7 separate regions of the Mus musculus genome follow, and all the other regions are linked to region 1. The links are chromatin contacts, called in public Hi-C, HiCAR-type and promoter capture Hi-C maps. All regions are on one chromosome and are shown on one strand. Each heading gives the region's core, a stretch centred on a gene start, on an enhancer-like site or on the middle of the called end of the contact. The rest is flanking DNA. Distances are from core to core; before and after follow the strand shown. Region 1 holds the start of Rab2a (RAB2A, member RAS oncogene family). Region 2 holds the start of Virma (vir like m6A methyltransferase associated). Region 3 holds the start of Ccne2 (cyclin E2). Region 4 holds the start of 2610301B20Rik (RIKEN cDNA 2610301B20 gene). Region 5 holds the start of Sdcbp (syndecan binding protein). Region 6 overlaps Nsmaf (neutral sphingomyelinase (N-SMase) activation associated factor). Region 7 has its middle 59 kb from the start of Nsmaf.

What was found. Promoter capture Hi-C pulls out the DNA fragments that hold promoters and counts their contacts. Hi-C and Micro-C count contacts between places; a contact is called where the count stands out from the background. HiCAR-type assays count read pairs that join an accessible place to other places. Capture Hi-C pulls out chosen DNA fragments and counts their contacts.
Region 2: a Hi-C map of B cells shows a contact between it and region 1, with 5 read pairs. The contact joins the promoter of Virma here to the promoter of Rab2a in region 1. A contact is called at or near these places in 2 of 39 promoter capture datasets (liver and pre-B cells) and 1 of 484 Hi-C or Micro-C datasets (B cells).
Region 3: a contact with region 1 is called in a promoter capture Hi-C map of erythroid cells, with 11 times the contacts expected there. The contact joins the promoter of Ccne2 here to the promoter of Rab2a in region 1. A contact is called at or near these places in 2 of 39 promoter capture datasets (erythroid cells and pre-B cells).
Region 4: a promoter capture Hi-C map of pre-B cells shows a contact between it and region 1, with 3 times the contacts expected there. The contact joins the promoter of 2610301B20Rik here to the promoter of Rab2a in region 1. A contact is called at or near these places in 6 of 39 promoter capture datasets (the 3T3-L1 cell line, the C10 cell line, hematopoietic stem and progenitor cells and 3 more) and 1 of 115 datasets of contacts at active chromatin or transcription factors (large pre-B cells).
Region 5: a contact with region 1 is called in a promoter capture Hi-C map of adipose tissue, with 4 times the contacts expected there. The contact joins the promoter of Sdcbp here to the promoter of Rab2a in region 1. A contact is called at or near these places in 5 of 39 promoter capture datasets (the C10 cell line, hippocampal neurons, liver and 2 more), 3 of 115 datasets of contacts at active chromatin or transcription factors (astrocytes, large pre-B cells and pro-B cells) and 2 of 9 other capture datasets (adipose tissue and liver).
Region 6: a contact with region 1 is called in a promoter capture Hi-C map of hippocampal neurons, with 5 times the contacts expected there. The contact joins the enhancer-like site here to the promoter of Rab2a in region 1. A contact is called at or near these places in 6 of 39 promoter capture datasets (the C10 cell line, HPC-7-derived erythroid cells, hippocampal neurons and 2 more).
Region 7: a HiCAR-type map of astrocytes shows a contact between it and region 1, with 6 times the contacts expected there. The contact joins the enhancer-like site here to the promoter of Rab2a in region 1. A contact is called at or near these places in 8 of 39 promoter capture datasets (the 3T3-L1 cell line, cranial neural crest, embryonic stem cells and 4 more) and 1 of 115 datasets of contacts at active chromatin or transcription factors (astrocytes).

The regions. Positions count from the first base shown.
Region 1 is chr4:8,533,959-8,537,204 of GRCm38.p6, reverse strand. Rab2a (RAB2A, member RAS oncogene family) reads right to left here and starts at 1,561. Exons shown (of 8, transcript NM_021518.3): 1 at 1,297-1,561. The coding sequence starts at 1,342.
Region 2 is chr4:11,484,240-11,487,485 of GRCm38.p6, reverse strand. Virma (vir like m6A methyltransferase associated) reads right to left here and starts at 1,528. Exons shown (of 24, transcript NM_001347055.1): 1 at 1,381-1,528. The coding sequence starts at 1,443.
Region 3 is chr4:11,190,201-11,193,446 of GRCm38.p6, reverse strand. Ccne2 (cyclin E2) reads right to left here and starts at 1,738. Exons shown (of 12, transcript NM_001282943.1): 1 at 1,632-1,738; 2 at 730-766; 3 at 536-632; 4 at 401-454. The coding sequence starts at 743. It overlaps A630034I12Rik (a long non-coding RNA gene), which reads left to right and starts at 2,217. Exons shown (of 3, transcript XR_001784240.1): 1 at 2,217-2,302.
Region 4 is chr4:10,872,719-10,875,964 of GRCm38.p6, reverse strand. 2610301B20Rik (RIKEN cDNA 2610301B20 gene) reads right to left here and starts at 1,467. Exons shown (of 6, transcript NM_026005.3): 1 at 1,193-1,467. The coding sequence starts at 1,350. It overlaps n-TSaga9 (a tRNA gene), which reads right to left and starts at 1,901; the gene lies at 1,820-1,901.
Region 5 is chr4:6,364,071-6,367,316 of GRCm38.p6, reverse strand. It overlaps Sdcbp (syndecan binding protein), which reads right to left and starts at 1,637. Exons shown (of 9, transcript NM_001098227.1): 1 at 1,558-1,637.
Region 6 is chr4:6,423,946-6,427,191 of GRCm38.p6, reverse strand. Nsmaf (neutral sphingomyelinase (N-SMase) activation associated factor) reads left to right here. Exons shown (of 31, transcript NM_010945.2): 11 at 719-790; 12 at 2,205-2,313. Among named protein-coding and RNA genes, the nearest start is that of Nsmaf, 29 kb to the left of the region's middle. Within about 2 kb of position 1,566, at least 19 of the 459 cell types and tissues checked have an H3K27ac peak or open chromatin away from gene starts, as enhancers often do. A contact at or near this core is called in hippocampal neurons, where this site is marked.
Region 7 is chr4:6,511,758-6,515,003 of GRCm38.p6, reverse strand. It overlaps the pseudogene Gm11801. Among named protein-coding and RNA genes, the nearest start is that of Nsmaf, 59 kb to the right of the region's middle. Within about 2 kb of position 1,668, at least 21 of the 459 cell types and tissues checked have an H3K27ac peak or open chromatin away from gene starts, as enhancers often do.

The DNA of each region.
Region 1 (3,246 bases), core at 312-2,811:
ATTTTACTTGTTTTTTTTTTTTTTTTTTTTTAAAATAACTCAGTGCTTTTATTTTAGATACCACTTTTCCAGTTTACAAAATATGGCTTTATCCAGTACCTTGCATAGAAAACCATCCAGTTTCCTTACACACACACACACACACACACACACACACGGCTGAAAAACTGTATTAACTGCAGGAAGTTTGTGTTAGGTAGCAATCAACATACTTCCAGAGTTACTTATAGAACCTGCTACATCATAGGGCAACCTCAAGATGCTTCTACATTTACAAAGTTGTGTAAGGGGTCCAGGTTGTGCAACACTCACCACTGAAATCAGACTCTAGTGTATTAATAGTTTTAACACCTAAATAAGCTTTACGTTTATTATTAGATTCGAAATATGGCCCAAATCGCAGGTATTCAAAGTATTTCATGAACAGCTTGCTTATTTGCTTCAGAAACTTATGAGGATGCTATTTTTAAGTGGGAACTTTTTTTTCCTTTTTTTTTTTGCTACAAATGTACACGAGGTCACCTGAAAATTAACAGTTGTGATCCTGGACTTGACAAAACCGAAAAAAAAGAAAAAAAAATCAGTAGTAAGTCAGCATACCCACAGTATGCTCACACCCAGCCCACTGACCTGCCTTGCATTACTATCAAGTCAAATAATGCCAGCATACACGTGGCAAAAGTCGCCAGAGCTCAATGGTGCTTTAATGATCCCGAGAAGAATTGCCCTGCCATCGAGTCATGTGATCTCACTTATTCGGACTTGGAGATTGAGGATATTTCCAAAAAAATTTAGGTTTTTTTCTTTTCCTTTTTTAATTTTTTTTTTTCCTCCCCAAAAGGCTGTCCCACTTCAGGGTGCGCCTTGCCAGGGCCTAGACGGAAGCGTGCAGGTCGGGGAGGTGGGACCAGGGAGAAAAATCTGGACCGGGGCCCGTCACGCTCCAATTCGTTCGACTTCCCTCTCTCTCCCCGGGCCGCGGAGACAGTCGAGGCGGGGGCCCCCCGGGGACGGCCGTGCTGCTGTCACACTCTCCGGGAAGTGGCAAACGGCTGCCGCGGGCCTGGCTGCAGCGGGCCCGGGCGGAGCAGGGAAGGAAGGCCCAGGCAGGCCGCGGCCGCTCGCAGCGCCCACGTCACCAGCGCCAGCACTGCGGAAATGGAGCGGCGGCCAGGGGACCGAGGGAGGATGGGAGGAAGGGAGGCGCTGCGCCCCCGACCCGCGCCGCTCGGCGCCGCCGCCGCCGTTTGCCCCGCCTGCCCGCCCCGGTCGCCCCCGGCCCGCCGCCGGCCTCACCTGTGTCGCCGATGATGATGTACTTGAAGAGATAGGCGTACGCCATGGCCGCGGCCGCTCCGTGCCAGGCTCACGGCTCCTCCTCCCGCTGTGCGCCTCCTCCGCGCCCTCACCGGCGCCGCTCGGCCGCGAACCCGGGCCCCGCCCGCCGTCGGTCGCCGTCAGAGCCAGCAGCAAAGGCCGAGGGGCAGCGGGACGAACTGACAGCGCCGAGCGCGGAGCACAGCGGCCCAGCCCTTCGGAACAATAACAGCCGCGGCGCCTCCGCCCCGCCTCCGCGCCGACCCGGAAGTGCTGCCGCCGCCTGCGCCGCCGGAGGAGAGGGGAGGAGCCGCGGCCGCGCCCTCCGGTCGGAGTCCCGCCTACCCCGGAGCCCCGCCTACCAGGCCGGGGCTCGGGGAGTCGCGAGGAAACGGAGCCTGCTAGGTTCAGTCGCCGCCCTCTCTCTCTCTCTGTGTGTGTGTGTGTGTGTGTGTGTGTGTGTGTGTGTGTGTGTGTGTGTGTGTAATCGTGGTATGTCCCTATAATGCTGTTATGTCGCTCTTAAAAAGATGTAAAAAAAAACCCAACTGTATAAATATTGAAGTAAATATACATTTGCATGCTGTTTATCAGACCAGGATTCTAAGTGCAATGTTGTGTATAGGTGTAATGTGTACAATATATGGCTTAATCATGTTTTGTGTATGTATTGTACGAAAAACTGAAATAAATACAGAAGCAACATGAAAGGAAATACCTGGTATGACATGATGGAATTAGTAAAAAACATATGTGTGTGCATGCAGTTTGAAGGTACTTTTGCCTTTGAATATATTCTGTATATATTGCCAGTGCTGCCAACTAGAGGCAAACCCAGTTCTTTAAAAGCCCAGATTTTAAAGAAGGTGGAGGACAGAGTTAGTTTACTATCTGAAACAGTTTTCTAGAGAGCCCACTTACAAGAAAGTGACTATCAAAAGGACAAAGGTTACTACAAGTAAGCCATGCATTTATAATCTCAGCACTTGGGAGATAGAGGCAGGAGGATCAGGAATTCTGGGTCATTCTTTACAACACTGAGGGGTCAAGCATGAGACCCTATCTAAAAAAAAGTGTGTCCCCAAAATGTACAGATAAAAGCACTTGCCATGCAAGCCTGTCTTGAGTTCATTCTCTGGAAACCACAATAGAAGGAGAAACACACACACAAAGTGAGAGAGACAGAGAAACAGAGAGAATATAGCAGAATGATGTTCGTGGATCTGTTCAGGAAATTTAAGAGTTGTGTAAGGAAGCTGATTTAATGCTTCCATCTCTCTTCTGTTGCTGGAGGAGGAATGAGTGGGCTTTTGTGGCTTTCGTGGCCAGCCTCCTGCTGACTGTCATCCCTTCCCTTGGGAATCAACCATTCTGTGATTATAGTTGATGGTACCATGCTAGGATGACTGAAGTTGGTTGCTACTTCATTTGCACAACTGACAAGCAGGACCTCACTAGGTTTTTCTTCATTACTAGGGAGGTGGTTTGCTAAAGGCTCAGGAACTTGATGTGAAAAGCAACTGAAAAAAATGGGGTTCACTGGTCTTTGGGACCTTCCCCGGGTGCTTCAGGCTTGAGGCTGTTTTGCCTAAGGGACTTCACTCAAGTCATCTTTTCTGGGTGTCTGTTCAGAAACTCGGGTCCTTACTCTCAGAGTGTGGTCTTTACTATCTCAGCTCCCGAAGGACAACTCTGTAGACTGTAGGAGCCTAGCCTCCTTTGTAATCAAGAACAGTCCCTAGAGCAGACAGCTAGCCAGAGAAGTTGTGGCAGGCCATGCAAGGCCTTGTGTGCTGAGATATACACATATAGAACTCTATACAGGAGACACAGGGAAATTATGAAGGGAAAGAGGTACACAGAAAAAACCTCACAGCCATATATACACAGTGCTAGAGGCAATGTGGTGGTATAAAGAGCTTAGGAAAC
Region 2 (3,246 bases), core at 279-2,778, 3.0 Mb before region 1:
ACCTGGGCTTCCCAAGTACTGGGATAAAAAACATTAATGCCATGCCTGGTTCTTTCTTTAAATTTTATTGTTCTCTACTTCCATAAAGATGTTTGTTCTGGTAACAATTTTGCGTTTGGCAGCCATTTTGCGTTTTCTCAAGTCTGGCTGGAATTACATAGCCCAGCAGTCACTCATTCATTTATTCAAGAAAATGCAGCCGTACTCATTTCATTACTTCATAAGAGAACATTTTAAATCTCTTCTCATTCAGATGCTTATGTTTTCCTAGGTACGGTCTAAACCCAGGACATACAACCGAGAAAGAATAGGAGACACTCTACCCTACTTTCATGTTGTCATATTAAGAGTACAGTAGGGTTGGAGAGATGGCTCAGCGGTTAAGAGCACTGACTGCTCTTCCAGGGGTCCTGAGTTCAAGTCCCAGCAACCTCATGATGGCTCACAAGGAATCTGATGCCCTCTTCTGGTGTGTCTTAAGACAGCGACAGCGTACCCACATACATAAAATAAATAAATCTTAAAAAAAAAAAAAAAAAAGAATACAGTCTTCATAGAAACAAGACAATCCCCAAAGAATGACTCTCGAAATGATTAGGTTTCCGGTGAAACAAACAAATATGAGGCTTGTTCATTTACTCTCTCTTCCTCGCAGCCGAATTTCTCTGTGGACTTCGTTATAGTTCATTTTTGCGAATCTTCGTTAATTCGCTACATTCAGTACATTCAACTTAAGAATTCCAAGGCCTTTCAGGGACGCTAAAGTAATTCTGTACACAAAACTACGCAACACCCCACCTTCGTCCCCTGAAAACAACAGACTTGCTTTCTAATGACAGTCTTTAGTCCTTCAATACTGCATGATTCGCAAGTGTCCTCCACGCAAAGGAGATTCTCGTAGATCTGTCATGTCCTAATAGGTGAATTCCTTCCCAAACTATTGAAGTGCTATGACAAATTGAGCAATGAGACCGCCGTTAGAAGAGAGATAGAAGAGGACTTAGGATCCTGGATAGTCCGTACCCTGAGGGCATCCAGAACCCGACACTACTGTCAAAAACCAGATGCCCAAGCTCACGCCTGCATCCCACCCGAAGTACACCTGAGACCAAGGACCCTCCGCAGGACTCAACGCTGACAGGACAAACTGTCAGCAGCGCGACTGACTCGACTGAAGCCGCGGGCCCCAAATCAAAGCCGAGAAAGGCAGGGCCGCCGCCCAGGGCCACCGGGCTCGCACCGGGCTGGGGGAGGGGGTGTGGACCAGAGGACCCCCGCGCGCGCGCGACTGAGGGAGGACACCGCCCGGACGGCCCCCGACTCCGCAGCAGGGGTACCGGAACTGAGGGGCCGTGTCGAAATCGGGTCGCGAGGCCTTACCTCAGCGCTCGGATGTTTAAAAGTATCTAAAAATAGCAGCTCCATAGACGAGTCCACCGCCATGTCTGCCGCGGGCGGGGGACCGGGAGATGACTTCCGGGGCAGCTCTCCAACCTCCCAGGCCGAGGCTCCAGCTAGGGGGAAAACTGCAGTACTTCCGGTAAACAGGACGCTGTCGTCTCAAGCCTCCACCAATCCCATCGCAGCTTGCTGACTTAAGCCGTAAGCCCCGCCTCCTCCAGCGCGGCGGAGGGCGCCTTCTGCGAGCCCAAAGGGGCAGGGAAAAAAAAAAAAAAAGAGGGGCGGGGACTACGGTGTTTGCAGTGGTCCAAATCCCGTGGTTCTCCGGAGTAGCGGAGCCACGACGCCTGCGAGAGGCGATGAGTTCTAGAAGATAGGAAAGTGTGCCAAATCTAGACACACGGCACCGTATGCCTCCCACGAGGCATGCTCTCCAAACAAAACCATGCAATGAGGGAATCTGAAAAGACACTGTTTTCAAAGAGAAGAAAAGAGCACACACAAGGCCAGCCAGGAGTTGAATCCCAGCTTGAGCTACATGAGACCGTGTCTCAAAAAATGAGGGAAAGGGAGAAAGAGGGAGGGAGACAACTTGTCTCAGCAAACGAAAGGAAAATTTTCTCGTTTATGAAAATGTTAAATATGATGAATAATCCCACGAGCTGATTATGAGGATTAATTCTTATAAGGTTCAAAAAGGTATATAAATGAAACGTCACGAATATAAGAGAGAGCACAAAGTCTATTTCTGGCTGACAAGCAGTCTGCCAATTCCAGCATTTAAAGGACAAAGGAAGAGTTTGAGCTTCAGACCAGCCTAGACTACTACTCCGTGAGACCCTGCCTCAAAATAAAAAGTGTGTTTGTTTTAATTTTATGAATAGTTTCTCTGTCAAGTGCTGGACACTTGAAACTATACATAGTCCTAGGGAGTGTTAAGAAGGAATTTTTCTCTATTCTGGTCCTCTCAGGAACCACCCATCAAGACACAAAGTTGTAGCAAAACAAAAGCAGATCAGCAAAAGTAGGAACAGGCCATCAGGGAGAGAGTGGGGTGGATCAGCTCAGTGCCTAGGCTATCTCCCTCTCAGGGTTTATATAACTGTCTCTTTGTCGTGCTCTGCTGAGGAGGCTTAAAATGTCTCCATTCTCCTGTATGTTTGCCAGAATTGCTTTCAACTAGACACTGTCTATTCATTTGTTAGATTTGTTCAAGGTCTTGTATTTGATCTCATGACCTTCCCTTAGGACATTTTCTTCTTTTTAAAATTGAGGTTTCGGGGGCTGGTGAGATGGCTCAGTGGGTAAGAGCACCCGACTGTTCTTCCAAAGGTCCAGAGTTCAAATACCAGCAACCACATGGTGGCTCACAACCATCCATAACGAGATCTGACGCCCTCTTCTGGAGTGTCTGAAGACAGCTACGGTGTACTTACATATAATCAATAAATAAATCTTTAAAAAAATAAAAAAAATAAAAAAAAAATAAAATTGAGGTTTCACACTGAAGGCTGAGGCCAGGATTTTACAATAGACTGGCAGGCTATCTAAACAAGGAACAGGACTCAAGCTGTCTGTGGGATTCCCCTTTTACCGACGTTTTTCATGTCTATCTTCTGCTTAACAAGACTATGTGGGGAGGGAACAGCAAGTAAACGTGCATATTCTTCTCCCTCAGCTAGGAAAAACAAAAAACAAAACCAAAGAAATACCTTTAAGTCTAAAAGTCCACTCATACTCTTGTTTTTCTCCAGTTCTGGAAATCAAACCTAGGATCTTGAGGTTAGGCAAGTACTCTAAAAGGATCTATATCCCTAACCCACAATTTTTTTAAGCCAGTTAAGT
Region 3 (3,246 bases), core at 489-2,988, 2.7 Mb before region 1:
AATTTAGTCAAGTGGAATCACTTAGAGAATCTTTTTGAAAGAATTACCATCTCCAAGTAAACACATAGGAAGGGATCCCAAAGCCGGGTTGCCAAACTGACAGTGATCTCACATCCTTTTTATGCCACTCATTAGCTATTAGGGCCCTCCACTGTAGTCTGAAAATGAACAAAGAGCAGTATATAGGCAGACCTAGTATACCAGCCAGCTCCAAAAGGGAGGGATTTACCAAAGGGAACCAGCTGCTTCTAAGCCATCTACACTGCAGCTGTAGGACTCAGGCTTATATGAACCTCCTTCAAGTTCACCTCTAAAGTATCAGAATCTTCCCACTATAAGGCAATAACACATGATTCCACTCTTATTCTTCCCCAGCCCACCCTGTCCAGTTCTGCATTACCCTAATCTCATACTGATGCTTCTTGGTGATCTCCTCTTTTCTTTTTTTGACATCCTGAAGAATAGAAAAGAACATGTAAACTAAGGTTTCAGCAAGGAATATTTTTCCCTTTCTCCCTCTTTTTCCTTAAATCACCTGTGCTGTTTTTCTCTTCTTGGCCTGAATTATCTGGGTTTCTTGCGGAGAGTCTGGCTGGTTGGGCTGGGCATGTTGCTTAGCTTGTAAACGGCTACTGTGATGAATTGTAGAAAGGAAGCTTAATTAGTACGTCATATATTTCAAAAGCAGCAGCTAATTTTGAAACATGTCTCCAAGACTAACACTGTTACCTGCGTCTTGACATTCTCTTCAAGGACTATGAAACCTCTAAATAGGGGAGAAGAAAAACAAAATCAAGAACATAGTCATCCATAATCTTCAAGTTCCAAATTAAAACTGATTCAGAAGTTACCAACTAACGTTACTAGAAGGTGGCCTAAACCTTTAAAAATAAAACACTGCACTATTTTCTGAAATACACTCGCTATCTCAGTAATTTTACATTCATGCTTTCATTTCCTTAACTGTACACTGGGAACGCGAGTGCGTTCAGGAATTTGCAAAGTCCCCTAGCACCCTTAGATGATCATCTGGGCCATTCATGCACTCCCCAGGACAACCAGGGTGGGAAAGGCACGTCCTGGCCTCGGCCGCCAGGCGCCTGGACGAGCCTCCAAGAGCGGGCTGTGGAGAAGCCGGTTCCGCGCCAATTTGGAGAGCGGCTGTGGCGGGGAAGCAGGGGGTGGAGGGAACCTTCTGGTGTCACGTCCTCCAGGCTCCTTTCCCTCCTTCCCAGCCCCACCCGGCGGGCAGTGTCGCTTGCAGGGGTGACGGGACCCCAATTCCAGAAGAGCAGAAGGAAAGGGGGGGGGGAATTAAAGGAGAAAACCGTGCTTAAGAATCTCTCCGTGAAGTGATCCCACCTTAATCCTCTCGCGCGGGAGACCTTCCCCAAGTGAGGATGGACAGAGAAGCTCCCAGAGAAGCTTTGCCGTGGCCTCTCATTTGGGGACACACTCCATCCCCTGCCTCTGCTTGGCCTCCTGACAAGAATCCTGACAGGGACCAACCTCGGGAACCCCTGAATTCCAGTCTCCTACTTCTTGTCCCACCCCCGCCCCCCATTTTTCCTCTCCCATGGCTCCCGCCAGACGTGGTTCCCTTAGCTCCCGCATGCCCCTGTCCCCAATACCTCCTCACCGCCAGACCCTCCACAGCTCGGCTCAGCTGGCGCCGGCGCCAACTCAATATATAGGCCGGGCCCGGACCGCCCCGCACGCATGCGCCGCAGACTGACACCTCGGCCGGCGCCTTCCCCTCCCCCACCCGCGCCCGCCCAGCTCGCCCGCGCGCGCCGCGCCCTGCCCTCAGTGCGCGCGGACGGGCTGGCGGGCGGGCGGGCGCCGAGTGGCCGTACGGCTGCCCTCCTGGACCGTGCTCCTCCGCCCCTCTCGGCGCTTCACCTGCGCGCGCCGCGGCTGCACGGCTCAGAGGCTCCTCCCCCATGCTGGTTGCCCACCACAGGCTCCCGCACGCCTTCCAGTTCGCGCCGGGCCCCCTCACGGTGGCTCTTAGATCTCGGAGTGTCAGGCTACGGTTCGGCTCCGCGTTTTGGCAGAGGCCTTGGGAGGGCTGGGGTGGGGAACCCCAAGTCTCCTCAGAGGCACGGGGAGCGGGAGCCTAGGGCCCACCCCTCCGGGAGGAGCCGGCCAATGGCAGGAGAGGACGGCAGCACAACGTGGAGCGGCCGCAGAATGTAAACACGCCGGAGCGCGCCGCCCGCCACGTGCGGAGCCGGAGCCATCCGCCGGGCGACGAGCGGGCGGCGGCGCACAGGAAGGTGCCTCAGCGCGGCCGGACGAGGTACGTGGGAGCCTTGTCCCCGCGCGCCGCCGAGCGGCCACTCCGCTCTTGCCTACGGCTCCCTCCCAGAGCCCGCGCGGGAAATATTGGCGCCGCGCGCTGCCTTTCTCCTCAGACGCCTGTTCCGGGCGCTGACCACCTCTCGGGACTCCAGCGGGCGCCCTCCCCGTCCGCACGCACGAGCGCCGAGGCTCTGGGGACCTGGCCGGAGAGCAGGACGGTCCGCACCACGTGCGCGCCCGGGCCGCGCCGCGCCGCGCCGCGCCCCGCCCCGGCCCTGCCCGGCAGCCAGCGCGCCCTGCGGAGCCCGCGCGAACTGCCTGCGCGGGAGCGCCTCCCGCCTGCGAGCGCTGCCGGGACGTGGCGGGCCGCCCCGCGCCGCTCCTAAGCCCCGGGCTCCGACTACCTCTCGGCGCCCTGCGCACCCTCAGGCCGGGCTTGCGGGTGACACGGCACACACAGTCCCGTGGCGCGACGCCGCTTGGGGAACAAAGACCACCCCCAGGCCGCGGAAGCGCAGGAAGGGCTCCCGCAGGCCGGCGGTCCCGCGCTTAGCCATCCTGGTCCGGAGTGAGCCGGTGCGAGGGCGCCAAGGACAGCGGCCGCGCGGCCCGGCCCTTCCCGAGATGCACCTGGAGGCCTCCGGCCGCGGTGGGCCTTTTGTGCCACGCTGTGGTTAAGAGCCCAGGAAGGCCCTCGTCACACTTCCCGGGTCTTCGCATGGTCCTTCACACCGGCTAAAGCTTACTTTCCCAGCTTTACACGTAGACAGGATCAGAGGAGACCCAGTGCCTTGTCTAGGCCTAAGGAGCGTTCACCCAACCCATAATTGCTTATCAAGACTGGGGGGGGGGGGGGGAGTTACCTCCCTTTGCTGGAGCTGTCGTCTTGTACAGCTTGAGATCTAACCCGTTATGGCAAGAAAGCAGAGGTGTGTTATCTGA
Region 4 (3,246 bases), core at 218-2,717, 2.3 Mb before region 1:
CAGAGAGAAGTAAACATTAGCAATTATTATCACAGCTATCATCTAGAGATGGTAAGTTAAGCCATGCAACCAGCAGGTGGTCTGTTCATAAACTCACAAATGATTTCCTTTGGCTTAGTGTAAAACTTCAGTGATGGCATTCCATACCAGAAAGGAACTGTATTTAAAACTTGGCTTAGGGTATTTGCTGTTGTTTTTTGCACAACTTCTAATCATTGTCCCTGATAAAAAGTTTAACACAAGTGATAACAGTTGTGATTCACTTTAGGCATTATAAATGTGCTAAGGTGGGGGCAGGGAGAGGAGGGTGTGGGTGGAGTCTGGTAGTCAGACACAGGCAGGAAAGATCACATGGCTGGGGAGAAGCCACAGAAATGGCCATCCTTTCAGTGTGGAGACAGTCTAAGCTTCTTTATGTTGGTTCCAAGATGAAAAGGCCTGACAAATTCTCTCCAACCACAAAGGAACAAAACCAAGCCAAACACAAAGCAAACACTGCAAAGTAATACCTTATACATTAATGGAAGAAACACCAGCCTTTCCCCCAATGGTCTAGGCAAGCGGCAGGTCCTAGCAGGAGTTATTACTGAGCCTAAGATCTCACTTTAAAGGATAATGCAACGACGCCTGCTTTTTATTGTTGTTGTTCAAATCCCCAAAGATTTAAGTGTCTTTAAACTTCGACCTGGATATAATAGGACATTTGCTGGGTCCCTTAACTTTGGAGACACGGGGAATGGCAGGCAACTGGGCAATTTATTTAATTCAGATATTTGCAATGGATACTCTTAATAATTAAATATACTCTCATCTAACTCCTCGAGCTTAAACAAATCAGACAATAAAATGGTCTTCTAACAGCTGGCCTACCGGTTCCCTAAGGGTTGCCTGGTAACGGCGTGAGAGGCACGACATTTGCAGTCAGGGCCCCTCGCCGATGAGAACGCTGTGGGTCTGGTCAGCGTGGCCCTGTCGTGTCTCAGGGGAGGGACACCCCGATCCACGTCAGGTTAGGGCTGTCAGGTAGGGTCTCAGCTCCCTCAGGCTCGCCCAGGGGCGGGGTCTGAGCCGTGACCCGAGGGCCGTCGAGGGCTAGGACAGTAGCCCAGGCCGCGGGGGCGCGCGGCGGCGGAGGCCGGCTTAGGCGCCCCGAGCAGGGCTGTAGCAGAACCGTCCACCCGCCTGCGTTAACCTGAGAGTTTCTTTCTCCTGGGCTCCGTTCCGGTCGCCGCTGTGCGAGCCGCCGCCGCCGTCGCCTTTGGGCCGCTCACCCAGGTCCAGCCTCAAGGGGTCGAGTCTGCAGAACTTGGTCTCGACTTCATCCAGAAGTTCGTCCAGGTCCTTCGCCATCTTGAACAGACGCGTCTTTCTCTCCCGAGCCTCGCTGGCCGGTGGTTTCCACGGCAACGCGAGAAACCGACGCGCCCGGGAGCGGGTTCCCCACAACCTTCCGCGCCTGCGCAAACCTCCGGGCGACTCGGGGGGCGCGCGCGCTGCCGCGGCGCTGACGGGCGCGCACTCGCGGTGGCAGGGGGTCCCGAGGCCCGGGGACCCGCTGAGGCCGGCCGCCGCGGATGTTGTCGGTGGGTCCTGCGTGCCCGGAGCGCTTCCCTTGCCGTCCACGCAGCCTGTGGGCCCGCTTTGCCCTTCACCTCTCCCGCTCCGCTCCGGCGCCTGATCACAAACAGTCTCTCTTTCCACCCCAACAGCCTCTCTTTCCACCCCGTGGCGACCCCTGGTCGCTTTGGCAGGCTGTATGTTTCATCGGGGAATCTGCAGATCCAAAATTATTCATTCGGTGGCAAAAAACATTCCCTTCCGTAGTCGGCAGGATTCGAACCTGCGCGGGGAGACCCCAATGGATTTCTAGTCCATCGCCTTAACCACTCGGCCACGACTACTGGTGATGCTAATTTTGGCAGGAAGATTCTATGTAGACTCTGCATTGGAAACTTATGCCGCACTCAAGCTGGCTTGGATCGGAGTGAAAAAGCTTAAGCACATTCGAACATTGTGCTTTGAAGAATTCTGCCCCTCTTTTCTGTGACATAAAAGTGTTGGAGCTGAGTCTTCAAAGCTAGAGTGGGGGGTGGGGGGGGGGGTGCGGTCGAGAGGAGAAAGGGAGGGAGAGAAGCGAGAGAGGGGCCCCGGCTACTTTCTTATTGATAGAGGCATTTGCAGTAGAGAGACTGGAATTGCAGGACCTCTGGCCAGCCTCCCAGCTTCCCCGCACACTTCTAGTTTTCCTTTGACAAGCAGCTCCTAGACCGTTTTTCTCTCATTACCAATAAAATAGTGATTCCTATCAATTTATGAATCGCAAGACTGTCTCACCAGGATATGAAGCACTACTTTGAAAAAGAATATAAACCACGGTGCAAAACCCAAAACAAAATAAAGCAAAACAAACAAAACAAGCCCCCACAGTATTTTCAATTCTTATGGTTTGAGCAGGCAGTCATATCTATATAGCCTGGGCTAGCCTTAGAACTTGAGGTCTCTCCTACCTCAGCCTCCCTGGAGTCGGTTTGTAACACAGACCTAGATCACAGCACCGCTTCATGAACATAGCGAGCACATTGCATTTCTAAAGTTGTATTAGCCAAGAAGTCGGCACTCTGAGTTCGGCAGACATCTGAGCCAGGTGATTTGTTAGTTTCATTTACTTAATTCGTTCAAAATAGTTTTAAATTTCCCGAGGAGCAACATGTAACGGTGCGCAATATAAAAATGGTAGGTAACAGCTCACCAGAAGCCTTTGGAAGGATGATGGTTTTTTTTTTTTTTTTTTTTTTTTTTTTTTTTTTTTTTTGGCGGCCTATTGTTGAGTGCAACCATTACTTAAAATGTAATGTTATAGTAAAACAAAGGTAATGTCTGGCAAACTCTAGCTGTTTCTCTGCGTGGCCTTGCTGCTGTCGAGCCTGTTTACATCATAAAATTTGTAAGAACTGTGAGTTTGTTTTTTTTTTTTTTTTCTTCTGAGGTTAGACCTAGCAGTCTTTTTTCACAAGGCTTTCAGAATCAACCTGTGGTCATTGCTTCCCGTTTCATGCTCCCAGGGGCCTGGGAGCTGGTTGGAGCTGTCGCCAGTTTTTCATATACTCCATGCCCATGGCATTTCTATTCCATGCTTGTTGGTTGTCCTGACCGCACTTTCTTGATTGCTCTACTCTCCCTTTTTTCTCTTTTCTTACTCAGTCACATGAAGGAAACGTCTAATCTGCCATTTTACCTTGGGAATCT
Region 5 (3,246 bases), core at 388-2,887, 2.2 Mb after region 1:
TTTAAGAAAGTTAAGTATAAGAGGAGTAACTCCTACAATTTAGACATCTGCTCCAATTATAACTCCAGACACAGTAAGACCGCTTCATGTCTTTAGTTGACATGTACTTGCAAAGGGTGACAATCATACCTACTAGCTTGGTCACAGTGACACTGACCAAAACACAGCCAAACTTAACCATAACTGAAAGTTATAATCCAAAATGTTATTACTAACTGGAAAAACAGACACATACAGCAGAAAATCATGCCTTCCTCAGTGTTAAACTGAGGGAAACATATTTACATGTCTGACCATAGAGGCACTATCTGAACCAGTACCTAAGACCGTAAAAGAACTGGCCTGCCAGAGGAAATATGGCTGGCTGGTGGGCACAACCAAAGCCTATGCCAAGCACAGGGGAGGTTTTATACTGTATGCTCTACATTTTAAATGCTTAAAATTTTGAGCCATATGTTTACTAATTACATCCTTAAAAGCTAAAATTTTCAGTAAGTGTTGCAACATTTGGCAATTAATAAGTACAAGGAGAACGATTATTAAATGTATAAGTATTTTAAAGTGTGTGGGTGTCTTTTACAGTCTCTGGATGTTTACTACCTAAGAGAAAGTGGCAAAAATGGGGGGAAGTCGGTGAGCCGTGCTCATTTTAAAGGGCTGCTTAATTCAAAAGTGCATCAAAATCTTAATCAGCCCTTTCTTGTTCATGATTTTTAAATCCTCTTTAATAGATCCAGCACAGCTAAAATCTGCTTCCAAAGTTAAGTGACTCTGGCTATAATGGAGTAATTGTTTACTGAGCCTTCTCGTCATTCCATTTCCTTATTTCCTGGTGCAAGTCATCTGATCAGTAATACTTACGTACCACTTAAGACCTACCAGTTTAAGGACCTAAGTTGTTAACAGGATGAAAAGGCATATTTTCTGCTTTGTCCTATCCTCACATCGGGAAAATGAGAGTACAAATCTGCTGAACTATATCACCTTGACATTTCAAAAGTAAGACAATTGACCAGGGCAGCAGCTATTTTCAATATAACTTTCGTTCTTAAACATTTGTTCTCGGTGTAAAGCGTGCGTGTTAAGAATTTAAAACTCTACACTTTCTAAGTAATTTACCTAATGGAAAACAAAACAAAACAAGAAAAAAAAAAGCTATGTGTCGAAGATAGGACGAATACAACAAACGATCCCACACACTCCACGGCTCCATAACTGCACTTCTGAAACTGGAAACTTTCCACGTCTGTACGCCTCCCTCCGCCCCGTATTAGAAGGAAATCCTCCAAGGAGATCTGAGTCACCAGACCTCCGGAGACCGTTCCTGGTGCACACACCCCGCTGCAAGCCCTGGCCCTCCCTGCCCCCTTCCAGAGCAGCGGCTCCGCAGCTAACCGTTGTCACCTCCGGTCCGTCGCGCCCTGCCAGCCGTCCGGAAGCCGCTGAGGACGCCACCGAGTGCGGGCGAGGACCCGGCCAGACCCACCCGGGGCCCGAAGCAGAGCGCCGGACCAGCTCCGAGACCTGCCGGGGCCCGGGACCCCCGCGGCCACTCACCTGCCCCGAGGACCGCGCCGCTCCTGCTGCCCGCTCCAGCTCCACACAACCGAACCTCGGGGCCCGCCCTGCGCGTCATCACCGCCCCCGCCTTCCGCCGCGCAGGCGCAGGCGCACGCGCCGTCCCCATGACAACGCGGCACAGCCCGAGCGACCACCAGCCCACCCTCCCTCTACGAAATCCTCCCAACTCCCGGCTCCAGCCTCGGTTCCCTGGCAGCCCCCGCCGCCTTTTACTACCCTTTGTTCCCAGAACGAATGCTCATTGGCTGCTGACTGTTACTCTCGGTGTTGAACACACACACACACACACACACACACCCTGAAATAAATAAAACCCACATTCTAATCTTAAAAACACGGACTATGTGCTTTCTGAGAGTTGATGGTGCTGATAGGGGAATCCAGATGTTTGGGGTGTACATGAATATGTGAAACTGACAATATCTACACCAGTCCATGGCTGAGGCCATTTCCTAGTAACAGTATATGACATCATTGGCATGCAAGCAATTGTCTATCTAAATTATTCATCATCACAGTCATTTGAAATTTTATCTCTGGTAAAACAATAAGCATTACATGACAAGAGGAATGAAAATGTGATGCTCCAGGGAGAATATGGCTTAACTGATGAACAACTTGTAAAACGAGTTACGGGATGGAAAAGGAAGAAATACAGTTCTATTCACAGCTGGCAAGATTATCTATGTAAACAAAGAGAAAATAAACACCAGTAAGCAGAATAAGCAGCTACAGCAAGGTTGCTACGATACACGGTTAATATACACACGAGTCAATTACTTTCCTATCTGCACGAAATGAGCAATTGGAATTGAATATTAAAAATATATCAAGATAAAATACTTAGCTACAAGCCTAGTTGAATGAATATCTGTGTGAAGGAAAACTCCTAATTAGAATTTCATGCTGTGGAAATAAATAGGTTGGAATGTCGAAAGTCCAGAGGAAGATCACCATATCTTGGGCTAAATCCTGGCCCTCCAGAACAGCCATTCCTTGTTTCCCTGTGTCTAAACTAACATCTTGTGACAATAAACAACAGGTCTTTAGAATCTATTGAATTAGCAGGCAACTAGCTTCTACCAATCCAAATGCTTAGAATGCCACCAGAAAACACCTTGCGTCTTACAGAAAGGTTCCCTGAACCTCACCCCCACTGCCTTGTCCTGCCTCTCTGAAGTAAGCGCCTATGTATTGTAAGCTTGCCTTGACTGATGACTTCCTCTGTCCTGTAAAATGGTGCACGCCTTTAATCCCAGCACTTGGGAGGCAGAAGCAGGCAGATTTCTGAGTTCGAGGCCAGCCTGGTCTACAGAGTGAGTTCCAGGACAGCCAGGGCTACACAAAGAAACCCTGTCTCAGAAAAACAAACAAAAACAAAAACAAAAACTATGAGAGCTACTTGAGGCTACTTGTTGGAACATAGAATTTGAAGTAACCTAAATCTGTGTTCCCAGGCCATGGTCACTCAAAATGGTTCCAAAATCAACTATCTCTTATCACCTTTAAGATGAGAGCTGCGGTTTCTTTGTGTTGACAGGGAGTTCTAAAGAAAATGAAAGATCTGAGTAAAGTGGGGGACGCCCACCTTTATACATAGGAAGAAAGATTTTATGGAGATGTCAGTTCTGCCCACCATCTATAGATCTCATCCAATCTCAGTCA
Region 6 (3,246 bases), core at 317-2,816, 2.1 Mb after region 1:
ATAATTCTTTAAAATAAAAAAGATGATAGGGAAAAGCAAGCCCTAGAGAAACTCAGGGCTGGAGCAATGGTTCAGTAGTTAAGAGCATGTGCTGCCAGCCATGAGGACCAGAGCTAGAACCCTGGCACCCACAGCACATGGCATCCCATGCATCCCAGAAACCTCAGCGCAGAGCTGGGTGGAGACAGGTTCAGGGAGAGACCCTGCCCCAACAGATAGGTGGAGAGAGAGCAAGAGCGAGAGAGAGAGAGAGAGAGAGAGAGAGAGAGAGAGAGAGAGAGCAAGGGGCACCTGATGAATCCTCCTGGCCTTCACATATGAGTGAAGATGCATGTAGCCCTACATACTTAGGTGCCTGCAGACACTCTAAGGTACATCGACAATCAGACAGACAGACAAATAATTTTCTAAAAGAACAGACTTTTTGAATAGCTATTTATGCTCATTCCTGAATGTTCCACACTATACACTAACCCTTGTGATACCTGAAAGATGAAGGTACCATTTTCATCTGAGATTACTGACAAGGGTTAGAAACGTGTCCAAGCTAAATGTGAAACCAGGTATGATTTGTCCAAGATCTCACCTAGGTGTTCACCTGCAGCGCAGTGGGAAGGCAAGGATGGGCTTCTCTTCCTCCCTACTGTAAGATACAACCAAACAGTTTCTAACTGAGCTACAGTTGTGACACTTGACACTGTCTCTGTGCTTTTTAAAGAAACCTGTGGTCCAGATAACACTGCAGGATGTCCGGCGCATTTACAAAAGGAGGCACGGCCTCATGCCTTTGGTGAGTTCGGTTGCCTGTGGGGGAGTCAAGTCTGCAGTGTAGCGGCTGAATGACTTGTAGGCCCCTGCACAGGCCTGGAAGCACACATGTGCAGTCTGTGAGCATGTGGAAGCTAGAAATTGATACAGGAATTACATTTCTGGAAATAAGAGGTTCTATTGCAGAAAATATTTTTTTGTTCAAAGAGCAAAACGCTGGAGAGTTCTCCAGCTTCTTGCTCGTGAGTTTTCAGAGCTTCTGGCCTGAGGCTAGACCAGTGTTTGCAGAGCAGTCCAGTGTGCCTCCACCTTGTACCCACTGCAGGTGGGTCTCAGAGTGAGACTGGGAGGACCCTCAAAGTCCTTTAGTACAGGGAGAGCGAACAGGCAACCAGCCACAGCGTTTAATGTAGCCTTTGAGCTCAATGAAAGAGAAATAGGGAAGACAACCATTAAGGCATTGGGCTGCCTCTTCCCACCACGTCCCTCACCGTGCACAGAGCACACTTACCTTGGTCTCTCATAGGCATCTTAGAAATGAATCACCACTCAGGAGATGAGGCCACGGTGTTTTGGACTGACGTCAATATAAATTCATTTTCTCTTGCTGACTATAAGTAGTTTGGTTTTGTATTTTTAGGTTGTAAAATTCAAGCACTTTGCTACCTATTTTCTGTCCATTTGTAATGTTGGGAGAAAACCAAGGAAAACAGATCTGACTAGAAACCTGTGCTCTTGCTATAGGCCAGCAATGCCAGCAGAGCAACGAGATTCCTATTGGTTCGGCTTCCTGGCTGCCGGCCCGCGGCCCGAGGCCCAGCTGCTGCACAGACACAGAAAGCAGCCGTGAATCCAGGCTCTCCTGGCTGGCCTTTCCCATCTTACTTTGCCAGCATGGTGTCCAGGAAGCTTACCATTTTCTTTTCTCTCAAGACTTGGCCTTACTGTACTGACCAGATGGCCCAGAACTCATGTTCTCCTGCATCAGCCTCCTGAGTGCTGAGAACACATTCTGCTCATAGGTTTTTTTAAAAAAATAACCATAATTGAATGGGCTATTTGATTATTATTTTGTTACGTTTCATGGTTATTTAATATATGCAAGAAAGCTAAACATTTATATCCAGGAAAGAAATGTGGGATAATTGGCCATCTAATTTTAAATTTCAGAATTGTAAATTCATAAAAACTACTGTCAGTAGCAGTATTTAGTACCAAAGAGAATTACATTGTTTGTCTAAGGTATATCTCTTCATCTTAAGAAGTTTTAAGACCACAAAGATGAATATAGGGACACATATCCTTGAATCAAATTATAAATGTAAACAAGGTCGAAAACTCAAGTGTATAGATGCTTACCTGACTTTTAAGATTATGTACATATGTGATTTCAGGATGAACATGGTACTATTTGTTTATTTTTTCTGAATCTTTAGGGCTTGGAAGTGTTTTGCACAGATGACGACCTGTGTTCCGACATATACCTAAAGTTCTATGAGCCTCAAGACAGAGATGATCTCTATTTTTATATCGCCACGTACCTAGGTTTGCTGGTCTCTTTGTGTCTATTTATTGAAGGTAGATAAGCACCTAAGAAGCTGGGACAGCAAGTAAGAGAACAGACACCATTTTGCCATAGTTATACTTGTTTGTTCTCTGATATAATATCTTAAAAACAAGAGAAATGTGAATTTATTCTGGTAATAGTTCATTTGTATGTTTTTAGAGCACTGGATGAATGTGTTTAAATAAGTCCCCATTTTAATGACCTCCAACTTGAGTGAGTTACAAAGAGTCTACTCAAGTGTTTTTATGTCCGATCACGTCATGATTTAATTTTGTTCTAAGGTGGGAGAGGATGTTTGTGTAGGTGAATGCCCAGGTTACCACCAAAGCCGCTCCCTCCCTCTGCTCTCCAGCCACTGCTCCTTCTGTCTGAACTCGCTTCTAAGTTTGTTCAAGCTTTGCCCAAAGGGCCAAGAGCTAGAATAAAGAAATGTTTCATGTTTTAAAGCCTTTCCTGGTAGTTAATTAGAAACTTGGTTAAAAGGAAGTAAGAATACAGAAATAGCCAAACAGCGTAGGAGCTAGTTGTTTGATACATCCCTGGAAGAGGTTAGATTCAGAAAAGCAGAGTTTTCTAAACAAAATGGCAAATCTACTCATTTGTGGGAAAGTTGAGTCATCCCAGCCTTTCTAAATCCAAAATTCTCACTAACAGGCCATTTTTCCTTCCTGTTTGTTCTGGTTTGACACTTAGTCCTGCTGCAAAATCCCCCTTTTTCTTTGGAGTTTTGTTTTTCTGGAGTTCATAGAGAACATGTAGCGGACAAACTGGCAGCGGCCCACCTCTTCAGAATCTATAGAAAGCTTGATTAAGCCTAGGTGGTTTTGTTATGGCTTCATAAAAAATGTGGGGGCAGTGTGTGCAAGTGGCCATGTTTCTTTTTTCTTTTTTCTTTTTTTGTTTTTTTGAGA
Region 7 (3,246 bases), core at 419-2,918, 2.0 Mb after region 1:
TTATAGTTTTTACCACCAGAGGGAGCTCATAACCACACTACAGGGAATGATTGGCCCTGCTGCCAGACTGGAGAGAGGATAAATTGCCTACAGATGGAGAGTTTAAACCACATTAAAACTTAATAAAGAATTGCGGATTGACTGAGGGAATTCTAACACTAAAAAAAAAAAAATCTTCCAAAGGCAAAACACAACAGAAATGCCTAAGGCATTCTGTTTGTGCTGTGTTTTTGCTTTTTCTAAAGAGAAAGAGAGCACAAGAAATATTGATTCAATTAGTGAAGCTAAACAAACCAGGAGATTTTAAATAGAATGAGTGTACACAGAGTTTCTCAGCCCTTCCATCTGCCAGAACTCTTCCAGTGGCGTGGTCCTTCTTGTGTGAGCATTGGAGTCTCCCATCTGATCAAGCTTTGATGCCTCAAACTCTTAAAACTTGCATTTCGCATTAAAAACTTCTCCTAAGATTCTCAATGCTTGCAATTAATGTTCCATTTCTACTCCAGTGCGCAATGCCTATTATCAGCAAGATTTAGCTTAAAATGGCATAATCCTTTAATATACATCAGGATCTAATAGGAAGGCTATGCAATGAGGATTAAAATGATAATAGTTTCCAAGCATGGGCAGGAGGCCAGGTGTAGGAAGCAGTTTATAGCCAACTGAATATTGTACTGAAGGACCCTGCCAGCACTGTGGGCACGTATGACAGGGTGATACAAATAACAAAATAACAGCCAAGACCATAAAAATAATAGTAAGCACGGATCTTGGACTGCTCCTGCCACCACAACAAAGTAGCGCAAACTCAAACAACAGAAACAGATTTTCACTGAATTCCAGAGCTAGAATCTGAGATCCCGCCTTGAGCAGTCTATTTCTTCTGAGAGCTGACCTTGGATTGTAAGTGGCTGTCTTCTTCCTGTGTCTTTCCCCTGTGCATGTGTTCTTATCACCCCGTCTTAGAAGAACACAGGTTGCATGGGCTTAAGCTGTAACTAAATGACCCCAGTTTATTAATCAATTCCCTATAGGCCTGTGATCAAATACGGTCCCTTTTTGTGATGCTGTGAGTTGCAGCTTCAAAATATGAATTCTCAGGGAACACATTTCAGCCTCTTACACTCCCCTCCTTCCCAGAACTACTCTGCAGTGCCAGGAAATGTCTAGGAGGCAGCTGGTATAGCCTGAGAAGAAATCACTACAGTGAGCGGCTGCCCACTGAGTAGGGAAGAAGGTTAAAAAAGAAGGAAGAAAAAAGAGCATGTGAAGATAGAAACTACAATTAAGAACAAAACAAGAGACGTTTTCTGGTAATGAAAGAGACTAAAAATAAAATCAAATAAATGTAAGAGGTGAAATAAAAATACGTGTACTTAGAACAACAACATGCTAACGAGTCGAATACTGTTACATGTAGAAAAAGGAAAGGAGACACAAGGGAAATGAAAGAAAGAACGGGGGGGGGAAGAAATAAATAAATTATGGTAAAGCAAAAATATTGCCCAGTAATTTAATAATGTATACGTTAAGTCAGATAACTGCATGAAGAACAACGACTATTTAAATGTAAGAGGTAAAATTACTGCTGAAAGCGTAGAAAGGGGACGAGATGCCAACGGAAAAGAAAATGAGGCGTTGGACGGTTTATTTCTGGTCCTTGAAAACTGGAAACTGACAGTTACATGCCCAGAACTTGGGGAAAGGGAGTGGACCGCTGTGTGGACTTTGTCTTTCCCATTGTTTATGCTGTTGTTGGGTCTATGTGGGACAAGTGAAATCGGCCAGAGCTGCTTTCACCTCTGTAGGTAAAGAGGGACATCTGCTGGTCACGCTTATCATTGCAGTCTGTGGGCGGGGTAGGCTCTCTCACTCCTCCCAGATGTCTGGTCTGCTCCTGGGAGAGTGTTTTCTGGAGTGCTTTGTGGTTGTGAGGAGCAGCTACAGCGCTGAGATCCATACTTTCAAAACCTCGGGAGTGCTAATCATCCTGCTAGATGAACGCTGCCCTGGAAGTTCCGGAGTTGTCGTATGACGGTGGGTAATGCACATGGCCGCAGCAGTTGAGCATCACATCTGCTGACTTCAACCTCAGAGTTGTTGGGAACACAGAGGCCCTTGCACTCACAGAAAAGCATTAAGGACAATCAAGAATACTAAACAAACAGAGGCCCTTTCTTAATGGAGAGATAAAATACCTGTTTTCCTGCCCAGAAAGCTCTGAGTGGATTTTATTAATGTCCTTTCCTATGTCAACACAAGCAAACCCCACCCAAATTCCCTCAAAATGATCGTCCCACTCACTTCCCTCCAGAGGCCATTACTCATCTTTTGGGTGGATGTCACAAGTCTATGCTATGGGTCAGAGACTGCACTAGATTCTAGGCCTTTTGACTATAGAGCCCATCCATCCTCATAGTCGCGTGTGCTTTGTAAAGGAGTTTCTATGTAGTCACACCTTAAGCTTTCTTGTGCACCTGATCATTGCTTGAAAAATCTCTCCCCAAATTGTACTGTTTTAACTATGCTGACATTGAACTCCCTCTCATTAACCTCTCAGGAGTCTGATCCAGGTTGATGAAGTCAGTCTGCACCAGATTTTTTTTTTTTTGGTTTTTTTCGAGACAGGGTTTCTGTGTGGCCATGGCTGTCTTAGAACTCATCCTGTAGACCAGGGTGCAAGGTGGCCTCAGAAATCTGCCTGCTCTGCCTCCCAAGCGCTGGGATTAAAGGCATGTGTTACCACTGCCCCACCATATTTTTATTCTTATCTCTTCCTGGGGTTCACTTCCCTGACTGTATCCATGCAAGGACCCCTTCAAGCTGCCACACTGCATCTCTGCGAGTGAGAAGAGCAGGACTAACCTGACCTTTCTAACCTGAGCCAGCTTTTGCCACCTCCACCTTTCACCTTCTCAGTGCCTATCCTCCCCCTCCAAAACTGCCTGACTGGAACTTCCCCCTCACATGGGGGCTCCAGCTGACCACATTGGGGCTCCCCATCCCTAGCGTGTTCCCTGACCTAGGTCCTCTGGAGTAGCTCATCTTTTAGCAAGAGTCACTCTAAAGATTGTATTCTTCATTGCCCAGCGTCTTGGAATAACGTTACAGGAATGTTATTCTCTCAGGGCTGATTGTCTGACTGCGGCTATCTGGCCTGCCTATGAAAGTTGTCCAGAGGGTAGGAATAGACAACTTTCACTCTGCCTACCTTCCCAGAGTGCTCTCTGCCCTCCTGGGTGCCTC